2 separate regions of the Mus musculus genome follow, and region 2 is linked to region 1. The links are chromatin contacts, called in public promoter capture Hi-C maps. All regions are on one chromosome and are shown on one strand. The core of a region is the stretch at or near the end of the contact, and the rest is flanking DNA. Distances in the headings are between cores, read along the strand shown. Region 1 holds the start of Rims4 (regulating synaptic membrane exocytosis 4). Region 2 overlaps Ywhab (tyrosine 3-monooxygenase/tryptophan 5-monooxygenase activation protein, beta polypeptide).

Region 1 (3,625 bases), core at 156-2,655:
AATCCGACTCTTCTCCAAAGCCGGCAGTGACAAGCCACCCCTCGCTAATACTTTGTAACATTCTAAGCAGAGAACCCAGCTCAGCTGCACAGACTTACAATCTAGACAGATTGCACACTAATAAAGGTCTGTTGCTTTTAAGCCTCTTGGTTGGCTATGAATGAACAGAAAATAAATACTCACAACCATCCAAAACAGAGGGTTCCTGCTGTCATCGCTCCGATGAAGAAGTAGGTTAGTGAGATGGAGGGGCTCCCTCTAGGTCCCTCGGAAAGGAGGGACTGAGCAGTCCTTTCCTGAGGCCATTTCAGAGGGCTGCTTCACGGGAGGGGGAGAGCAATTAGAAAGGATTGCTGCTTCTGCTGGTAGAGTGGACCTCTGGTCATTCAGGTTTGGAGGGCAGAGGAGGTTTGCAATTGAGTGTATCTCTTTATACCCAGGCTCTGATAATCTGTCCCTATGGGTGTGAATCGGGGGACCATGGGCATCAGGATGTGTCTGAGAGTGTGTGCCAGTGTAAGCCTGCAGCAATGTCTCAGGATCTTGAGTCTGAGGGTGTCTGTGCACCAGAATGAATCCATCCCTGTGAGTGACTCAGTCTGTACGGCTGTGTCTATAGGTATGAGTGTTCTGAGGGTGACTGTCCCAGTTTTGGGGACAGATCACTACAGGAGGAGGGGTGCTAATGTTCCCTCTCTGTGAGAGACTCCCAGGATATGTCTGCAAGCAAGTGTGGGTGCACGAAAAGGTGTGTGTCTGTCCAAACTTCTGTGGGGTTTGTGGGGTCTGAGGGTCTCCAATATGTGGGAGGACATGTCCTGCCCGCCTGTTGCTCCCTGTGACTCTGCAGGTCTCTGTGTACCCTCTGAAGTTGCCAGTGGGTATATCTGCTCCTATGTCAGAAAGAGTCACTGTGTGTCTATAGAGTGTCTGTCTGTTCAGGTATCCGTGAAGGTGTTTGTCCAGGTGTCCCTCTGTCCCCGAGTGTGAGGGAGTCCGAGATCTCTCTTGCCGAGCGAATACATCCTTGTGGGTGCTTGTGGGTGAATGCAGGTTTCTTGGATTTCTTGGACTGTGTCCCTCTGGGAGCCTCAGGGTATCTGGGTGAGGCCTGCATGAATCGGGGTTACTGGACACCTGCCTCTGGAGTGAGTCTGAGGACTCACAGTCACGGGTCAGAGCGGGCACCGGAGGTTCAGCCGCAGCAGCCGGGCGCAGACAGCCTTGCGGCGGGCTCGTGCACCTGCCCGGTTGGCAGCGGCGGCAGCGGTGGCGGCGCAGCCCGCACCCTCGCGGCTCCCAAGCCCCGCCCGCGGCGCCCCCTCCCCCGGGCCTCGGCGATTGGCTGCGGAGCTCGGCTGCGGCCCGCCCCGCGCGGCAAGCAGGCTGGGGACGCCGCGGGCCAGAGCGCGCTGCGCCGCCGCCGCCACCACCACCACCACCGCCACCACCGCCGCCACCGCCACTGCCTCCGCCACCGCCGCCGCCACCGCCGCGAGCACCTCGCGTCTCGGGCTCCACGCGCCGCCAGTGTCCGGCCCTCTGCGCCCGGCCACCAGCCCCGCCGCCTGCCCGCGGAGCCCCGGGCCGCCGCCACCACGCCGCGCGCCGTACTCCGCGTCAAGAATGGGGCGGCCAAGCTGCCCAAGCCGCCCGCCGCCGCCGCGGCCGAGGCTCCTGGCGCGGGCGCGGGCATGGAGCGCTCGCAGAGCCGCCTCAGCCTGTCCGCCTCCTTCGAGGCGCTCGCCATCTACTTCCCGTGCATGAACTCCTTCGATGATGAGGACGCAGGTGAGCGCGCTGCGGTCCACCCACCCCGGGGGGTTGTCTCCCGGTCCAGAAGCCAGGGACCCTCGGGGACCCGGAGCGCCCGAGAGAGGCGGCCACTGTCTCCGCTGCACTCTCGGTCCCACTCGGATAGATACCCAGGGGCCCCTCCCACTCCCTCAAGACCCCAGGAGTCTAGGAGGAGCTCTGGTCCTGTCCCCCCTCCTGCGCCCCAGGGACCCCTTGAGCATCTGCACTCGTCCTTCTTGCGCAAGTGGGCCCTTGGGTCGCCTGGACCCAAGTCTCCCTATTTATATGCACCTGCAGGATTCCCCCGCGACCCCCTCCCTGACTTGTTTCTCAACAGGATTTGCCACTACCCAAGTCTGGTATATGCCCCCTAGTCAGATTTCGGGTTTTAGGCCGCTTCACCCCTGGTCTTCCGACGTACCCCTGGTCGTTGGAAGCGGCGCATAGACCTGACCTCTCCGAGGTCTTTGTCTTAGCTGCATCCAGAGGCTCCCTGCCCAAGACCCCCTTGTTCAAAGGCCAAAGCCTTGAGTGTCCCGATTTGTTTCTCCATTCCCTTCCCCCACAGGCTGGGGCTCCAGACTCTTGTCAGATTCTGGGGAGCCGCACATAACTGGTCCGGGGTCTGCTGGTCTTTCCTCCCCAAGGAGGTGCAAGGCAGTGTAAGTGCTAACTACAGCAGTGCTACCCTTCAGTGTGTGCCCCTGACTTCAGGTGTTCTTGTCCCTGGAGTGGCCTTTCTGGGTGGGCTGAACCCAGCTGTGGACCTGCAACTCGAACCTGCTTCTAGGCCTGGACACACACACACACACACACACACACACACCACAAAAAAACTGGTAGCCACAGTCCAGGGGTAGAGAGGAAACCAGCTCGTGGATACTGGGACCAGGCAGAGGGTACAGAGAGCAGTGAGTTTGGTTTGGGGTAAAGAAGAAAATCCAACAACAGGTGGGGGTACCTAGAAGGTTTGGGTGAGAGTTCCCCCAAAGAGTGCCAAGATTGGGAGTTAGAGTCCGATTCCAGTCTTTATTCCCTCCGAATAAGCTGTGACCTTGGGCAAATCATGCCAACCTGAGCCTCAGTTTCTTCATCAGGAAGTGCAGATAACACTGCCTCTGATGCTGTGTGGTGGGAGGGTGGAATGAAATGGTTTTTGAACTGATAATTTGGGAATATTTGAAGTCAATGAAGAAGTGGCGGGCGGGAAAGAGGAGTGTGTGTGTGTGTGTGTGTGTGTGTGTGTGTGTTGTGTGTGTGTAGGAACAAGTGGGTTCAATACTGATTAAAATACAGATTAACTCTTAAGAGGAAAAAAAATCATGTATGCACTACCCCAAAATGTTACAGTTTAGGGAATTCAAGAGTTCAGGTTTCTACTCCCTGCCTGCTGGCATTTTCTGTCTTGGTTCTGTTATGGGATGGAGTGGTGGGTGATGGGCTGTCACTTACAGGAAGACAGATAGGAAGAAGAAAGTCCCCCAGAGCCAGGCGGTGAGGGAATGGTAACAGTCAGGGCCAGCACCTGACGGAATTTTTCTCCTGACCTGGAGGTAGGAGTTGGGAGTTAAGATGGTTGTTACCCATGCAGCCTATGGTTTCACCATCTCACAGACCAAATACCTGAGGCTCGGGAGCTCAGCTTCCCAGTCATAGAGCTGAGGAGTTATCCATATTCTAAGCAAGACCAGGTGAGGTGGAATCGGGGCGGGGTCCCTGATGCAGTGGCCTCTACTGCAGCCAACTCAGAGAGAGGAGATCAGGCTGGCTGTAGGGATGGGAGCTAGGGTAGGGGGAGTCTTGGAGCATCTGTGAAGATAGAGCCGGC
Region 2 (4,195 bases), core at 1,250-3,749, 90 kb before region 1:
CCGCTCGCTATGCCTAGAGATGCTGTGTAAAGCAGGAGCGCCGCCCTCACCAGCACATCGTTGCAGATGTCCTGCAGCTCCGCCTCGATCTTCTCACGGTACTCTTTGCCCATCTGCTGCTTCTTCTCATTCCTCTCGGTTTTCTGTTCGATGCTGGAGATGACACGCCAGGAAGAGCGGCGGGCACCTACCACGTTCTTGTAGGCAACAGAGAGTAGATTCCTCTCTTCATTGGAGAGTTCGTGTCCCTGCTCTGTTACGGCCTTCATAGCTGCAGCCATGTCATCATAGCGCTCAGCCTGCTCAGCCAGTTTGGCTTTCTGTACCAGCTCACTCTTATCCATGGTCATTTTCTACAACAGCAAGAGCACAGAGAACGCAAATGTCAGGTTTCCAACACTCTTACAATGCAATCAAGAATGTGAATCATATACTGAATGTCTACAGAGCCAAGACTGGGCCAAGGCTTTAAAACTCATTTTGGTCAGCTGTTATCAACCATCCTACATGGTAGGCATATCCCAAAAACCCTTCTACCTTCTTAGAAAACATGAAGATTAAAAGAAAGAAAACAATGAACCCAGAAGAGCCCAGCATGTAGAACACAGTGGAAGTCAAGACTGTTGGAGTGACCTTTTCCATATTGTATTAAGGTATGTATTTTAAATTGTTAATTCTGGTGATGGCAGAATTTTGGTATTGTCATTGCTACAGCTCATCACCAGCTTCCTATTTGTAACAACCCTCAATGGCTTAGGCAACCAAAGAGGCGATCTGGAGTTGTCTCACCACTGGGGCAGGAAGTACAAGGGTGGACCTTCTGGGCAGAGAGAGTGCCGCAGGGGAGACAGGCTGAAGGAGCTGAAGGCAGCAGGGAAAGGACACTGACAGAGCAGAGCAGAGCAGAGCAGAGAGGTAAACCGCTAGTCACCTGGCTGGGGCAGGCTGGAAGTCAGGCTAAGTTAGATGGGCTGCTGGAGACTGCCTCAGCAAAAGGCCTACAGCTTTAAACGTTATATAGAAGTTTTCACGCTTTATTATTTAATACAAGGCCTTTAAACTTGCCTGCTTCTTCTAGAGCTTCTTTGTTCCACTATCCTATCCCCCTCCCCAATACACAGAAAGTGCTTTTAAAACACTTTCTGTGTATTTTAAACATTCATTTGTGTGTACACGCCCATGGGAGAGTGCATGCATGGACACGTGTGGGGAAAGGAGGATAACTGTGGGAGCTGGCTCTCTCCCTGCACCACGTGGGTTCCAGGGATTGAACTTGGGTCATCAAGTTTGGCTCCAATCTCCTTTTCTTGCTAAGCCATGTTGACAGCCACCTAATAACTTTTTTTGAAGTTTATGCTGCCCGCTAATCCAAAGGACCTGCATTTAATTCCAAAAACCTACAGGGCAGTTCATAGCGCTGGTTCCAGGGGGTCTGACCACTTTCACCCCACTTCTGGCTGCAGAGTGTATGTGGTACACAGATAAATGTGTGGACATATAATACAGTACACATAACAATACATACATGATGCTTTTTCTTTTTTAAAGTAACCTTAGCTCTACACCCTGCCAATACAGAAGACCCTTCTCACTGTCTACTTCACAGCATCCCACAGCAGCTAAGAGTCAAACAGCAAGCATTCTGGCTAGAAGAAATGTCAGCAGAAATGACAGTTCTCCCAGGCAAAAACCAGTGAAAACCCTAGGCCTTTCTCTTAGAGCTGTCACCTACAAGTCCATGCATTCTTATGCGCAGCCCACCAATGGTGACTTTCTACAGAACAAGTTCCTGAGGGACTATGCCACACTAGACATGCAGCATCAAAGAGAAGTGCCAGGGGCTGGAGAGTTGACTCAGCAGGGAAGAGCTGCTCTTTCAAGAGGACTTGGGTTCAAATCCCTTCATGCTTGTAGCAGCTTACAACCACCCAGAATTCTAGCTTCAATGATGCAATGCCCTCTTTTGGCTTCTGTGAGCAACAAGCATACACGTTCGCGCGTACACACACGTACACACACACTCACTCACACGCATGCATACACATAATCATACACATGCATGCATACATACACACACACACACACACACACACACACACCCCTATATACATAAAAAGAAATAAATCCATCCCAGCACTTGGGAGGCAGAGGCAGGTGGATCTCTGTGAGTTCCAAGGCCAGCCTGGTCTAGAGTAAGCTCCAGGTCAGCCAGAGCTACACAGAGAAACCCTGTCTCAAAAAAATCAAAATAAATAAACAAATCCAAAATAACTATTTTAAGATTCTTTGACACTGTCAGAGTTCTTGAAGATTAAAAACCATCATGTTACTGCAGACATAAATGTATGTCTTTAAAAAGAAAACGGGTATTTTCTAAAACTTTCAATTGTGCGCAGACACACACACACACACACACACACACACACACACACACACAAGAAAACACTAACTAAAGGCCCTGATGCTTACTTACATAACTCAAGACTTACATAGCATGGATTTGGAGCAGCCGGGCCAATTTCAACAGGAAATGGGTTACACAACATCTACTAGTTTGGAGGAAGGCACAGACAAGGAAAAATGAAACAGTCCCTCTTTCTTCGCCTACCTAACACCCAACCTGCACTTCAGGTCACCATCTTGAGCTACCTCACGTCTCAACTATCAAAACCATCCTCTGATTGTTTCCATGGCGTCTTCCTAGATCATGAGAACAGCAACAAACACCAAACCCTCTCACACGTGCTGCTGTAAAAATGGCTGTCTGCATACAAATCCACTTTCTGTCTTGACTCACTCACTAGGCAATAGCTCTTCCTCACATGATCCCTACACCACAGCCACCAGCTACATGTGGCTATTCACTAGAAAATGTGACTAGTGCCACCTTTTGAAACCACAATATTTCGGATATTTAAAACTGTTCATTTAGCTTGCCTTTGGTTGTGGTATCTTTCTTTTTCTTCTTCTTCTTCTTTTTCTCTATACAGGGTTCTCTGTATAGCCACGGCTGTCCTGGAACTCAGTCTGTAATCCAGGCTGGCTTCGAACTCAGAGCCTCATGTATATTACACTCTAGCATTGTGTAACAGCCCTGGACTTTGTTTTGTTCTGTTTCTAAGGTTATAATGAATCAACCAAATTTTGTATTCTATTTCCAGTCTCTCCCAGTCTCCTGCACATTGCCTGGTATGCACAAAGAGCTCCTAAATGAGATGGTAAAACAGATCCGGGCCCTACCCTCCAAACTTGGCAGTATTTTCTCCTTCCTCAAGAATCCTAAGCTCCTACTCCTCAGACCCCACAGACTCCCGTACCCCACAGACTCACTGCCACGTTAGCCATACCCAATAACCTCAAGGGTCCCCTTGGACTAGCGTATCACTTAAGAAACCCTACTGGGTTGCTTTCAAAGTCCTTCAGCCTGTGAGGTTCTTAGGTACACATTCCCACATGCCCTGTTCATACCTCACTCAAACATGCAGGTCTCTTCATCTACAATATTCTCCTGGATATTTCACTTCATGCCTATGTAAACTGTATCCACCTGCCTAGAGCTATCTGCAATCCAGGACTCTGAATCCACACAAACCTGCACCCTAAGTCTAGGGCTTCTTTACGCTGGTCTATGGTAGTGGAGAAAGCTCTACCACTTAGTTTCCCACACATTACTCTCAAAGGAAGGATTCAGACATAATGCCACAAACTGCTCAAATATGCATCTGTTAAGTTTCTGAACAGGCACGACTGGGAGAACAAAGAACACAGAAAGGCAACAGCACCATGTGTCAAAGCACAATCTGCCACCACACAGAAAAGATCCCATTAAACTAAAGATTTTCAGTTCACAAATGCAGACAACAGCATCTCCCTCAGCAGAGTAGCTGTGACCACCAGGAACAGGGCATTAAAAAACACAGTCATAAAATCAATCAATCAGTTAATCTATCTGGTATCCACCCATCCATCCATCTGTGGGACAGTGGACCAGACAGAAAAAATGGTAAGGTAGAGCAGATTCAGGAACCTCCAGCAATTCTCATAATTGAGGACGGTAGGCATTTAAACCTACTCCCAGCCAGGTGCCTGTCCTGGAACACATGACCTCAACACCCCAGTGAAAGGACTGTGAAAATCAGTCACTTAGGGACAATACCTGAAGTCCTTCCACATGCAGATGAGGCATCCCTAACAT

Evidence for each region. Promoter capture Hi-C pulls out the DNA fragments that hold promoters and counts their contacts.
Region 2: a promoter capture Hi-C map of 3T3-L1-derived adipocytes shows a contact between it and region 1, with 3 times the contacts expected there. The contact joins the enhancer-like site here to the promoter of Rims4 in region 1. A contact is called at or near these places in 20 of 39 promoter capture datasets (the 3T3-L1 cell line, 3T3-L1-derived adipocytes, the HPC-7 cell line and 13 more), 1 of 484 Hi-C or Micro-C datasets (forebrain) and 1 of 9 other capture datasets (adipose tissue).

Annotation. Positions count from the first base shown.
Region 1 is chr2:163,916,753-163,920,377 of GRCm38.p6, reverse strand. Rims4 (regulating synaptic membrane exocytosis 4) reads left to right here and starts at 1,405. Exons shown (of 6, transcript NM_183023.2): 1 at 1,405-1,791. The coding sequence starts at 1,695. It overlaps Gm35886 (a long non-coding RNA gene), which reads right to left and starts at 1,311. Exons shown (of 3, transcript XR_375201.3): 1 at 184-1,311.
Region 2 is chr2:164,007,760-164,011,954 of GRCm38.p6, reverse strand. Ywhab (tyrosine 3-monooxygenase/tryptophan 5-monooxygenase activation protein, beta polypeptide) reads right to left here. Exons shown (of 6, transcript NM_018753.6): 2 at 51-353. The coding sequence starts at 350. Among named protein-coding and RNA genes, the nearest start is that of Ywhab, 15 kb to the right of the region's middle. Within about 2 kb of position 2,499, at least 68 of the 459 cell types and tissues checked have an H3K27ac peak or open chromatin away from gene starts, as enhancers often do. A contact at or near this core is called in 3T3-L1-derived adipocytes, adipose tissue, forebrain and 2 more, where this site is marked.